Regions from separate parts of the Gasterosteus aculeatus genome. Here region 1 is linked to region 2. The links are chromatin contacts, called in public Hi-C maps. All regions are on one chromosome and are shown on one strand. Each heading gives the region's core, a stretch centred on a gene start, on an enhancer-like site or on the middle of the called end of the contact. The rest is flanking DNA. Distances are from core to core; before and after follow the strand shown. Region 1 holds the start of ptk7b (protein tyrosine kinase 7b). Region 2 overlaps ptk7b (protein tyrosine kinase 7b).

Evidence for each region. A called contact is a pair of places that touch in the nucleus more often than the background predicts.
Region 1: a contact with region 2 is called in a Hi-C map of skeletal muscle, with 17 times the contacts expected there. The contact joins the promoter of ptk7b here to the enhancer-like site in region 2. A contact is called at or near these places in 6 of 6 Hi-C or Micro-C datasets (blood and trunk muscle, liver, skeletal muscle and 2 more).

What each region holds. Positions count from the first base shown.
Region 1 is chr6:6,962,650-6,966,607 of fGasAcu3.hap1.1, reverse strand. It overlaps ptk7b (protein tyrosine kinase 7b), which reads left to right and starts at 2,162. Exons shown (of 21, transcript XM_040178547.2): 1 at 2,162-3,857. The coding sequence starts at 3,394.
Region 2 is chr6:6,907,099-6,911,127 of fGasAcu3.hap1.1, reverse strand. It overlaps ptk7b (protein tyrosine kinase 7b), which reads left to right. Exons shown (of 21, transcript XM_040178547.2): 13 at 1-52; 14 at 407-534; 15 at 1,104-1,304; 16 at 1,776-1,940; 17 at 2,106-2,338; 18 at 2,438-2,518; 19 at 2,858-3,009; 20 at 3,136-3,314; 21 at 3,437-4,029. The coding sequence ends at 3,597. Among protein-coding and RNA genes, the nearest start is that of LOC120820598, 4.0 kb to the right of the region's middle. Within about 2 kb of position 1,342, at least 2 of the 9 cell types and tissues checked have open chromatin away from gene starts, as enhancers often do.

The sequences.
Region 1 (3,958 bases), core at 913-3,412, 55 kb before region 2:
TGACATTTTCTCGGGGGGCGGACGCTACGGTCGACGGGGGGTTTGGACCGGAGTCCGATTTCTTGGCCTGAGGAATTGGATGCGTGGCGGGAGTGCGTGACTTGAGACCGAAATGCGTGACTGTCACGCTCAATGCGTGACACTTGAGAGCCCTGTGTACATTGGCGCCACATGCAGTTGTCAACAACAAAAAAAGGAGCTCATGTTTGTTCTCTGTAGTCCAGCAGCGGAAAAACTACTACTACTATATCAAAATTGATTGACTGACTCAAGGGCTTCCTCTGCTGTTTGAAGTGGTGCAGCACACTCAATATGAAGATTGCATCATATATAAAATCATATTACATATTACACTAGTACTTTTGTCATATAAAACTTTGCCTGCATAGAAAGAACTAGAGGGTCAACTGTAAATTTGTCTATTTAAATTTAATTAAACTAATATATAAACAATAAATATGTGCCAAATTAATTGTAGGATCACTTATGAAAGATTTAAAACAGTTTTATTACTCTCATTGGGCTGATTTCACTCTGTAAGCAAGTGGATGTATTGGTAAATAATATTCATGATATTTAAGATATTGAAGTTTCTTTCTTAAGAAGTGCATTCATTTTATTTTTCTTTCTTTTATGTTTTTTCTTTCCCCTACTAAAGGGTTTGCTGCACTATGTGTGTTTCCATTCCCCATTACTATAGTGTTTCCCACCTATACTTACGATCAAAATTGGAACAGCAATAAAAACATCCGTAACGTAAACTTATGAGCGAGTTGATGAACTCCCAGACAGGTAGGGGATGATTGATGCTTTACAGGTGAATCAGGAGCTCATACTGAGACCAAAACAGACTCCCAATGCTATGGATCACAGAGGAACACAGTAAGTGGTTTGTTTCTAACTGAGCCCCTCCACCACAAAGCCTCCACGTCTGCTCCCTAACATCACTCCCATTTCATTCAGAATTCTTTTTTTCCAAACGTAATACTGATTGAGTGTGTCGCCATACCGACCTGTCGTTTCTGACAGCATGTCTGCTTTGGACTAGAAGTTCTATGTTGTTTAGGTTTTTTTGCTCGACAATGAAGTTGTAGTGTCTCTGAATATTATGGCAGCGATTGCCAGTAAATTCAATACTGTTGCCCGTTGTGAACGACCACACGGGCCAACATCATTTGATAGCAAATTGATGTAGCCGTTGTTGCCATGGTAATTTATTTTCAAGACCGTCTGACCGGCGGCAGTGTCCTTGATTTGATAAGAGTATTCACACATAGACTCTAATATGTTAGAATAAGTACACAGTAGCTTCGAACGCAACTCTGAGCAAAATAATTGATGATTATTGATCGATTGATTTAGTCGATTTCCTAAAGTGGAAAGACATAAAGTAGGACTGGTGTATATTTATCATTCTGCATATTGGAGATTATTGCATTGACACTTGTTGGTATTAACAAATTATGTTTTTCATTTGTTAAGTTTTGTCTTCTCTCTGCGTTGGATGGAAATTTCTGTATTACAACCCAGTGGATCACTAACATTCAGGCCCAATCCCAGTCTCCATCTTTAGGGACTCACAGACTTTTAAGGCACGCTGCCACTAACTCTGTGTGGGTTTAGTTTATGGTGACAGGATATCTCGCAGCAAGGTGCTGTCCTGTTCGTATTTACACCATTTTAAGCCCTCACAGACTCGCACTCATTCATCGGGTGTTGGTAAATCGCTGAGGGTTCAGGCTTTAAGGCTTTAGGGGGGACGTTGGGATTAAGCCTTAATCTTTGCCGGAAACATTCAAATGGTCGGATTGGCCAAGATTGCCCCCCGCTGCTGATACGTCTGCATTGCATTTTGCTGTTCACACTTTAAACAATGTTTACAGTTTGTGTTACGCTCCTCACCACAGCCAGAGGACGGTACACAAACTGCCCTCCGGGTTAGTTCGGTTGTGAAAACGCACACTATGCAGGACAACTAGTGTGTGACAAGCAGAAGACTGATTAAAAATGAATGGATGGATAAATTAATGATATATAAAAATGAAGCTTTAAACATCATTATTTTCTTTATTTGTTGATCTTTGAATGCATGTAACAAACTCTGTCTGTAAATAGTCATAATATAGTAACAAAAGGCGACGTGTTTACACAAAAGAGACTGAAAATATGAGCAAATTCTCATGATTTAAGATGCTTCAACAAAGCCACATGTGATTTTTTGCTTTCAAAATTCAATCGTTAATTTTTTTATCATGAGAATAGTTGCTGATTACATTTACGAAATCAACAAAGCTCTAATTACTGCTGAGAAATTGCATTTCGGCATCTGGACAGTTGATTTTTGTGTTGGTTAAATATGTTTTGAAACAGGGGCACATTGAGTCATGTGCCTTGGAGATTTTTCCCTTAATAAAAGTTTTTTTTTTAAGTTTTAATAAATTAAACAACTGCTGTATTGATTTGCAATGATTTGAGATTTGATTGTGGTTTTTTTTTTTAGATCAGAGAGTACTGATAAACACAACTGCATGTTCAAGTTTGATGAGGATCTTCCATCTTTGGTAGATGTTTTTGTTAAGCCCAAAATAAATGGTATGTCTCATAATTATTATAGTTTTTTGATGGTTTGACAACATATTATTTTAATTTAATTTGTAATAAATAAATAAATTAGATTCTGACCGTGAATTCACAAACGATAGACTTCATTAGGAAATTAATGGGAGAACGATTCAGTGTCGTTGTTGGCTGAATGTGCATCCCATGTCACAGATAATAGCCCTCGATAGCAAAATAGAAGTTCTTCCTGTTCTGGATTCAAGAAAATAACATCCAATATGCACTATTAATATTTGTGTTTTGTAATTTATTCTTGTATGACATTTTATGTTGCAGACATATGCTGGACTGATTTTTAATACTTTGAATTATATTCAAATCCTCGTCCAGTTAAAAGTAACAGTGAACCATTTGAACCAGGGGGTCGCAGTGTTGTCTCCCTTTTCCCAGATTGGGAATGGCCACCGGAAGTTGCGCTTTCGGGAAATTATCCAACAAGAATTACATACATTGTTGCAGGATGTTGGACGTTTCAATTTCAAAATAAAACCATCTTTTTTTGTGTCGAGGGTTTGGGTTCTGTAATGTCAATTAATATTACACTTCTACCATTTAAATGGGAATCATATGAAGAAAAATACTCGCTTTTGAAACGATAAAGGAAAACAATATTGGAATACGATGATGTATAGATAATGTGCATCTATGAACCTGTACTAAGTTGGCTCAAAAAGGCTGACTTGTGTTCGAGGACTTTCCACCGGAAAATTGCTTTTTCTAGAAGGCGAATCTCTCTATACAACACAACACAACAATTAAACTGAAGGTCAAACAATGGGAAACAAACATTGCGAGAAAGCACTCCAGCTACAAATGTGGACATTTATCTTGAAAGTCCTCACAGGAACTCACGTGTGTTGCTTCCGCCCACTTGACGCTGGTGTAAAAAAAAAAGAAAAGAAAAGAAAGAAATCACACAGGCGAGTGGGAGGAAGACAAGTTGGAAACACCGCGGAGCGAAACTCCCTCTCGTTGCAGACGGAACTGGCCCGGCGGTGTGCGGCTCTGGACGCGGGCGGACTGCGGCTTCTCGGCCCGGCTTGGAATGACCCACGGCGGCCTAAACTCCCCGCAGCCCCGCGCCCCGTAGGCCACCTGGAACTTTCCACTTTTGCATCAAAACTTTCGGCGGCTCTGAACTCGCTCCGTGGGTTCTGGTCCCCGGCTGGCCTGCAGAGCCGAGGCACCCGTCCCCACATGTCCCAGCCTTCTTCCCCAAAGTTCACCACGACCACCAGGTGAGCGTGGCCGTCTGCGCGCGCGCACCCCCTCGCTCTCCCGGAGACCCGCGCAGGTAAACGCGGTTAGTCTTACTTTTTCGGATCTCTTTGTCGCTCCC
Region 2 (4,029 bases), core at 93-2,592:
ACATCCACTGGATGGCCAAGGACAAGACGCTGGACATCAGCAGGAACCGCAGGTAAAGGACACATTTGGATGAGTTTGTGATTACATTAACAGGTCCGTCTATTTATGAAAGACGTGATAAGACTTCTGAAAGGCTCGGGCGATTATGCCATACACATCTGAGTACTATGGGACTCGTGCAGGAACCTGTGGCACATCAGAGGGATTCAAGATGAACTCATCACAGTCTCCTGAAGATGAGTCATGAACTGATGCAGTGTTTCCCCTCAGTTTACAGCTTCGCTGTGTGTGTGTGTGTGTGTGTTTTCTTGCACGTGTCCGTGTGAAAAGTAAACTTGAATGACTTGTGTTGTGAAAACAAACATGTTAATGCTTGTGAATTTGACTCTGTTATAAAACCTCCCAGGTTCCAGAAGATGCCCAATGGCTCCCTGGTGATTTCCGATGTTACTACAGATGACACGGGCAGGTACACGTGTGTGGCCGGCAACAGCTGCAGCATCAAAGACCGCGTGGCCAAGTTGTACGTAGTGGGTGAGTTTACTACACACGCAAGCGCACAAACGTGTGTACACAGCGGCCTTTCGTCCGTGACGTTCGCAGACTGGAAGCGAACGCCCCAAACCGTAGCTGAGGATGAAGGCATTAATTAAACCTTCAGCCACTGCCTATCATCCATGTCGACAGGCTAATAACCACGGCCACAGCCGTCACTGAGGTGATGGGATTGGGCCGACGTGAGGCCTAACGAGGCTTCGCGCTGTCTGAGAGCCACAGTCACACCTCTCGGGTTAGTTACCCACATCGACTCGCTGTCTGCCAAAGCAGCAAGGGGGGGCGCGCCCCGGTTAGTTCAACGTGAGAGACGCATTTCAGGCTTGGCGTCCGACAAAGCTTCCCGGTAACTTGTTAAATGACGTGACAATGTTTCAAAAAGTACCCTTTTATTCCAGAAAAAACGTACCAAACGGTTTGCATTTATTCTCCTGTAGTTGTTTGTGTGCGATTGCGGAATGTATTTCCATTCACACTCATCTACTCTTGGAACAATGTGCAGTGAAGATCCAACCCAGTTAACCACATTTGATGCTGGTGCCCAACAGAAAAACCAATGCACTCCTTCGACGATGACGTTGACAAGGCTCCCTACAAGATGATCCAAACCATTGGCCTGTCAGTGGGAGCGGCCGTGGCTTACATCATCGTTGTGCTCGGACTCATGTTCTACTGCAAAAAGAGACGCAACGCTAAGAGGCTGCAGAAGGGACAGGACGGGGAGGAGCCCGAGATGGAGTGTCTGAACGGTATGCATGTTCTGTGGAGACGGCTTTTACAGGTTGTGGTGAGGAACTCGTAAAGTCAGCCAGGATTATGTGAGTGGTTGATGTTCATGGTCCTCAAAGGGATGTTAAAAGGTTTTTGGGTATTTGCTGCCACCCTGTGCTCATCTCGGGTATTGCAGGTAATATTACTTAGACAATGCAAAGCTCTGCCCCAGTTCCGAACACTGGAATAGTCACACAATGAATTATGCTAATATGTATACAAAAAAGGTCATTGTGAGTTGGCCAATGCTCAAAGAAATGTATCCGCTGCTTCAAGCTGTGAAAAAACTAACTAAATATTGAAGATCTCAGATCTTGCTGATTAGAGCAACACGTTGGTTTTCACAAGAAAATGATGAAGACAATATTCTGTTTGGACCCATATCACATTTACTATTAGTTTCAATGCCTATTGAGGTTGGTATGACGCTGTGGGATTTTGTTTATCAGGAGGAACTGTCCAACAAAACGGCCACACCACCACCACTGAGATCCAAGAAGAGGTGGCCCTCACCAATATGGGTACCATGGCAACGGCCGAGAAGCGCCACAGCCACGTCAACAACGATAAGCTCCACTTCCCTCGAGCAAACCTACAAACCATCACCACTTTGGGTAGATTGATTTAAACAATCCTGTTTTGCAAACATTAACGGATGATGAACGTCTTTGTGCTCTGAATTATTACTCACCTCATCTCTCCGCTGCAGCTTTTTAGGTAACTCGACAAAACAAAACGAGATGTGCTCTGACATCGACTCTTTGTGATTGTGTGCGCAGGCAAGGGGGAGTTTGGTGAGGTGCTGCTGTGCAAAGCCAAGGGTATCGAGGAGAGCGAGGAGGAGACGGTGGTGCTGGTGAAGAGCCTGCAAGCCAGAGACGAGCAGCTCCAGCTGGACTTCCGCCGCGAGGCCGAAATGTTTGCGAAGCTCAGCCACCCCAACGTCGTCCGCCTGCTGGGCCTGTGTCGGGAGGCCGAGCCCCACTACATGATCCTCGAGTACTACGACCTGGTAGGCGCACACACGTAGAAGCGTGCGCACTCTCGCAAAACAATAATCATAAATAAGAGTCCGATTCATGCATCGTGTGTTTTCTTTCTATTACACCAGGGAGACCTAAAGCAGTTCCTGAGGATCTCCAAAAGCAAAGACGACAAGGTGAAATCTCAGCCTATCAGCACCAAGACCAAAGTAAGTGTAGAAACACTCTAAGTAGGTCAATCTGCACTAAATCTGAAGCGACCCCCGGGAGGCGGTTGGCTCCTTGCTAAGCTGGTTCAGTAGAAACACGTGTGCCGTTATCTATATTCTAAGAACGAGAGAATGATTAGAATATGTATCAAGACTATAACTGAAGCAGCTAACCTCAAATGAGCGGATTAATGCACAATAACGCGTTTGATCTTCCGATTGGAAGTCTTATCTCTTGTGTTGGAGAATGTCTTCGTCAGTGGACTGCAAACCAGGAGGACTCGTTGTAAACGCTATCTCAACGTCATCTCACCTAAACTGTTCTTCTTCCCTGTGCAGGTTTCCATCTGTGCCCAGGTGGCTCATGGGATGGAGCACCTGTCCAACCACCGCTTCGTGCACAAAGACCTCGCTGCCCGAAACTGCCTGATCAACAGTCAGAGGCGCGTTAAAGTGTCGTCGCTCAGCCTCAGCAAGGACGTCTACAACGGGTCCGTTGGGATGATTATCAACATAATCCCCCACTTAAATAATGAAATAAAAAGAAGGTGAAGCCCTGTTCCTCTGGCTGACCTGTTGTTTCCTTCTTGTCGCTTCTCTTGTGGACGTGTATGTAGCGAGTACTACCACTACAGACAGGCGTGGATCCCGCTGCGCTGGCTCCCATCAGAGTCTGTGTTCGAGGACGACTTCTCCACCAAGTCTGATGTCTGGGCCTTTGGCGTCTTGATGTGGGAAGTGTTCAGTCTCGGCGAGATGCCTTATCCCAAACTCAGCGACGACGAAGTGCTGGAAGGTCCGTAGGATGCGTTTATGTTTTAGTGTCAACGGACAGTAATTGTAACTCGTGTGTGGGGTGAATGTGCGTTTCTGATTGGGTCTCAACTCCTTCTCTCTGCCGGTCCTCCGTCCCTCCAGGTCTGCAGGCCGGGAAGCTGAAGCTCCCAGTTCCAGATGGATGCCCCTCCAAGATCTACAAGCTCATGGTCCGCTGCTGGGCGATAAGCCTCAAAGAGCGCCCCTCCTTCACTGAAATCGTCCACGCCCTGGGAGACCTGCCCTCTGACAGCAAGGTCTGAGACAAGCATCACCCCTCCCCCCCCCGCATCAGGGCAGAACTTTGACCAACCCCCTTCCTCCAAAACAAAGACAGGAATGCTGGATTATTAGTCTCAAACATTTCAGGGAAGAGGGTTGAGGAGGACACTTTTCTTATATGCATTTCAAAGTGTGTGTGTGTGTGTGGATAAGACTTCTTTGGTGCGCTCGGGGAAAACACACTCACGTTTGTGTGGATGCTTTCTTGTGAGCAGTGCCAGGATTTTACGTTTGCCTTCGCCGCAGCATGGAGGACCCTGAGGGTCCCCGTCTGTGGTTCCACTGTGACCCCGCCGCCCTGTCACAGAACATCCTGTTTGACAGAGCCTCACAACCTCCGTGCCTCCAGCCCTACACACACACACACACACACACACACACACACACTACACACACTCACCCAGACCTCCGTC